2 separate regions of the Sus scrofa genome follow, and region 2 is linked to region 1. The links are chromatin contacts, called in public Hi-C maps. All regions are on one chromosome and are shown on one strand. The core of a region is the stretch at or near the end of the contact, and the rest is flanking DNA. Distances in the headings are between cores, read along the strand shown.

The links. Hi-C and Micro-C count contacts between places; a contact is called where the count stands out from the background.
Region 2: a contact with region 1 is called in a Hi-C map of brain, with 4 times the contacts expected there. The contact joins the promoter of TM2D2 here to the promoter of LOC100049687 in region 1. A contact is called at or near these places in 1 of 47 Hi-C or Micro-C datasets (brain) and 1 of 2 datasets of contacts at active chromatin or transcription factors (alveolar macrophages).

What each region holds. Positions count from the first base shown.
Region 1 is chr15:47,103,297-47,105,950 of Sscrofa11.1, reverse strand. LOC100049687 (ADAM3b) reads right to left here and starts at 1,347. Exons shown (of 20, transcript NM_001098595.1): 1 at 1,290-1,347; 2 at 669-751. The coding sequence starts at 1,347.
Region 2 is chr15:47,600,619-47,603,272 of Sscrofa11.1, reverse strand. TM2D2 (TM2 domain containing 2) reads right to left here and starts at 1,333. Exons shown (of 4, transcript NM_001244627.1): 1 at 1,017-1,333; 2 at 170-257. The coding sequence starts at 1,243. It overlaps ADAM9 (disintegrin and metalloproteinase domain-containing protein 9), which reads left to right and starts at 1,551. Exons shown (of 22, transcript XM_001925664.5): 1 at 1,551-1,903. The coding sequence starts at 1,807.

The DNA.
Region 1 (2,654 bases), core at 98-2,597:
AAAACAAGAAAAGCCAGGCAATTAAAAAAAAATACATGTGCATGTGTGTAGGCACATCTCTGAAACTTCATTCAAATTGACTGCCTTTGGAAAATGAGGTGGATAACACTTGGAAAATGAGGAAATGAGCAGACTCAACAACTCTCTGCACTGTCTAGTTTTAATTTTACCAAATATATGCTTTACTAATTTAATCAGATCAAAAATAACATTACTTTCATTTTTACTAAGATTTATATGTGCACATGCATATATAAATAAAAGCAGGAAGATATTCTTTATATATTGTCACTTTATATATTGTCATACTGTTACAAGGTGAATGTCAGAATGACCCCACTACCAAGGAATATATTTTTAAATGCACATCTTTTCTAGAAAAAAATATATTAGATTATATATGTCATTGGTATATACTGGCCACCCATTGGCCAGGAATTCTGGTATTTTTTTTTTTTTTTTCTGAGTCACTGTTTTAAAATTGTTTTGTAATGTTCATCTATTACTTGGGTAAGGAACACAAAACAAAACACTTGCTCTCCCCTCAGACAAAATGTCACTTGAACATTCATTTAGAACACAAAATTCCATGAAGGGATGAACTGACTTGAGTCTTGCAGTCCAGTAAATATAGAACCCTCAAATTTTTAAAGTGATTTCTTAATTACATTCGTGTCTGAAGCCCTGCCGTCCTTGGTGTCTTTCACAATCTTCTGCGGCACTGTAATTTGCAGAAGTGATGTTACAGAGTCTGCGGTAAGGAAAACAGGTGTGAGTGTGAGAATTCCCCGCCATGCCAGCATCCTTACCCTTTTCTGTCCCATCAGGTCAGTCTTGGACCTTCCAAGCCCCTGCGCGCGTGTACACACTTACACAGACACGCATGCGCGCACACCACAGAATCTTCCTCTGCGGGATTCCAGGAAGAGGCTGCTCTGGAAGTGGGAGTGTTATTACTTCCCACTCAGCCCTGGACCTCAGCCCTGAGTATGTGAAGAAGGGCTGTCCCGGGGATCCCTTCAGGCTCCCTCCTTCCCCCACCAGCTAGAAGGCGGACGCCCGCTCCTTCCCGGCAGGGTCAAGAAGTGAGGGACAACCGTCCCAGGCGTGCTCTGAGCCCCCTGACCAGGAGGCCTAGCAGGACCCTGAAACTGGGCGGTCTCTGACCCGACCATGGTCTCCCCCCAAGCCTAGCCTGGGCTTCTGGGGCCAGGAGGGCCACGCCGCCCCGCCTACGCGAAGGGGCACTGCGCCCGGCCCTCCTCCTGTCCTGCAGTGTCCTCACTTACGACGGCCGGCGGATGTCAGCTGGCCCAGCCCTGAGAGAATCAGCAGGACAGATAGCATTGCGTGGCCCGCCGGCCTCGCCATAGAGATGGCGGTTGACTGGAAACTGCAGCAGCTGGCTCGAGGGGCCCGAGGCTCTAGGTCCGGACTCGGGGGGCGGGGGTGGGGGGTGGAAGCGGAGTGGCGGGGGGCGGGGTTGCTGGGGATGTGGCTGCAGGTCAGGCCCCGCCCCAGCTTCCGTCCCGGATGCCCCAGCCTCAGGCTTCTGGCGCCCCCCAGAGGCCTGCTGCGTGTGGCTGGCACAGGAGAGCCCTGCTTCCTGCCTAATTATGCTGTGTTTCCAAAAACTTGATGTTTTAACCCGTTCTGGGAGTAACCTAAGTTTTATAAAGAGCACTTTCTCCTCTGCATATAAGCCATTTGCTGGTGGAGGGCTTAGGGATATTAAGAGTCCATATCATGGCCTTCTGGTGCGATGGCTGAATGTAATGGAGGAAGAAAATAGAGTTCACTATATGTTTATTAGCGGGCAGTTGCCTATTTTAACAATATATACTGTCAGATGTCTTTTTTAAGTTTCAGGTCAAAACACACACACACACACACAAAGGAAACAGACCCTAAAAAATCAATTTTCAGGAGTTCCCGTCGTGGCGCAGTGGTTAAGGAATCCGACTAGGAACCATGAGGTTGCGGGTTCGGTCCCTGGCCTTGCTCAATGGGTTAACGATCCAGCGTTGCCGTGAGCTGTGGTGTAGGTTGCAGACGCGGCTCGGATCCCGCGTTGCTGTGGCTCTGGCTTAGGCTGGCGTCAACAGCTCCGATTAGACCCCTAGCCTGGGAATCTCCATATGCCGCGGGAGCGGCTCAAGAAATAGCAAAACGACCAAAAAAAAAAAAAAAAAAAATCAATTTTCAATTCCTCTCTTATAGGTTTGTTTCTTAGAAAAAATTTCCTCCCATTTGGGGTTTCCTTTTACTTTGTTAATATTCTGGGCATTAGCCAACATAATCAAAGGAAGATTCACGAAAAAAATATTTGCACACCAATATTCATCACAGCTTTATTCGCAGGAGCTGAAAGGTAGAAGCAACCATAAACATAAATAGATGAGCAAAATGTGGTTTATATATGCAATGGAACACCATTCAACCTTAAAAGAGAAGAAAATTCTGACACATGCTATTACACGGATGAACTTTGAGGACATTATGCTAAGTGAAATAAGCTAATAAAAAAAAAACAAACTTTTATGAGTCCACTAACATAAGGTACCTCATTAGTGATATTGCTAGGGACAGAAACTACAAATGGTGATTGTCACTATTTGGGAAAGGAAGAAATGGAGAGTTCTTGCTTAATGGGT
Region 2 (2,654 bases), core at 84-2,583, 500 kb before region 1:
AGGAAACAAAATGTCTTATTCAGCAACTGACCCTGGCCATGCTGGAAATTTCCAGGAACAGTCTTTTACAAAATGAATTTTACAAAAGGGTAATTTCATAACCCTTACTTTTCAGTACTAGCACTTAGCCTGCACTGATTTGCTTATTAAAAAAACCGAAAAAACCTACCTTGAGACAACCATAACCAAGTTCCTGGGATGCTGTTGCATTTCCAACATGATCCACTGGGTCTTCACATTCTATAAATTCATCGGGTCTGTAAATCACCAGTAAGAGCATCACCATCATTAAGGTCTGTGCAATGGCTGGCTACAGGTATAGTATCGAAACAGGCGAGAGACATTTCCTCAAGTTTCTATCGTTTAATTTCATTCTGACTCTTCCCCAAGATGAGAGATCGTGTCAATTTGGCCGAAGCACAGCAGGTCTAATAGCCATTCAAAGGACCCTGTGCCTGAAGCAGGGGGGTGTTTCCGGTCCTATTTCTACACCGATTCTACTTCTGCCAAGGCTTCCTCTTTCTATGAGGCTATGGGGAGAAAAATTGAAGCCAAAGGATTCCCTGATCTCTCTGCCTTTCCCAAACGCCTTTGCTTATTTGACTCAAAAGATATGTTAAACTTTTTGACTTGTTTCTGCAATAGTAAGAATATTGATTTTTTTTTTTTTTTTTAAAGAAAGTGCCTTGTAGGGACAAGTCATTTACTTTGTGTCTTGTGATGGAGTCTCCTCGGGTAAGGAGAGCAGGATAGAGAAGCCACAGCCTCGTACCCTTGTTGCGGCGGCTATATGATGTCACTCCTCCCTAGTTCTCTTTGGGGATCCCAGAGGATCTGTCACCTACACACAGGGTTTTCCCTGCGTGGATGAGAGGAGTAAGAGAAGCCTGTCATGATATTTACCTTCAGGTGGGGAGGGTCTGGGGAAAAAAGGCAGCTCCTCCCCCCCCCCCTCGCACAACACCCATGTATCCCAGGCCCCATCTCCATCTCCACCCGCCTCGACGACTGCTTACAGGTAAGAGCAAAGGATGACTGGAGATTGGGGGTCGCCATATTCCCAGCTCAAGGCGCCGGTGGAGCCCTCCAGCTGGGCGGCGCCTGCCGTTGTGAACTCGGGCTCCGCCGTGGTGTTGTGCGAGTGGCTCCGAGAGACACAATGCAGCAGAAGCAGATTCCCCAGCAGCAATGCCGCCTGGCCGCACAGGAGTAAGTAACTCACCGGGCAACCACCTAGAACCATCTTCCCGGGCCCAGTAGCTGAGACCCGGTATCTACCGAAACCCCAGGCCAGCACCGCCGACCTGAGCCCCTCCAGGTCAGGCCTCTCCGCGCAGCTCTGTTCCTCACCTCCATACAGCCAATGGGAACGTATCTTGACGCTCCGCCCAACCCCGCCAACCAATCATAGAAGGCTGCGCAGGGGGCGGGGCTGAGCCGCTTCTCGGCCTCCCAATTCCGGTTCTGGGTTTCACCGGCCACCTTCTTTTGCTTCCTCCAATGGGTTTCTTCGACGCCCGGAGTAGGCGGGCCAGCGGGAGGTGGGCGGAAAGTGGTGGGCGGGGCAGACTAGTGCGGGTCTTAGGGGCCAGATAGAAACCCCATTCTCCCGCAGGGAACCGATCGCTTCCTACGTCAGTGGAGCTTGCGCCGCGACGGGCGCGAGCTCGGACCGGAGCCGAGTTGCGTCAGTGCCGAGCGCGCGCGGCGCTGCCACCTCTGGGGCCCCCGCAGGGCTGGGAAATGGTGAAGCGGGCGGAGGCTGGCGCGACCGAGTGTTGAGGGGACGCTGCGGACTTGGCCAAGATGGGATTGGGCGCGGGTTCGCTTTCTGGGTCCCTCGGCTTCCAGTGGCTGCTGTTCTTGGGCTTGGTGAGCCCAGCCCTCGGTGCGGCTCGGTCAGGTGGGTGTCCGCCCCCAGGGACCTTTTGGATTTTGGTTTCCTAGGGCTGGGATGCTCGGAGTTACCCCGTGGTGCCTGGGACTGGAGGGGCCTGTCCTGGGGACTGGACCCCGAGTCGGGAGGCGGAGCCGCTCAGCTGTGTGTACAGAGCTCGGACCCGAGGCTCGTGGTCTGGCGCCCCAGACCCCTTCATGGCACTGTTCTCGGTCCGTTCCTCATCTCCTGGGCAGAGCCTTTTGCAGTGACCCCTACCCCCATCTCGGGCATAACTGGGCCCCCCACACCCTTCTGGATCCGGACCTGACCTCGGAGACTCGGATGGGAGCCTTGGAGGCTGAGTGCGCGCGGAGGATTTGAGAAATGGAGCTTGATCTTGCTTGTGGAGTAAATGTCGCTGGGAGAGACCGGGAGATGGAACTTTTTGCTCCAGGTCATGATTTGAAATGTTGATATTCATTTTATTAGCGGACCAATAGGTACGAAGCTAAATTCAGCATTAATTAAGGGGGGGGGTTGCTTATTTTTTCTTTGACCAGTTTGTTATTGTAGTAAGAATACTTCTTTTTTGGAAACAAAGCGCTACATTTCTGCAGCCAGTCTTTTATCTTCGTTTTTACTGGGTTGGTAAAGTCTCAAATCCGGATAGATAATCCCTGCTCTCCTTAACTCACAGGATTACAGTACGATTTAAATCATTTATGTGAAATCGCTTTTGATTTGTGAAACTTCCCTTGAATATATAAGGTATTTG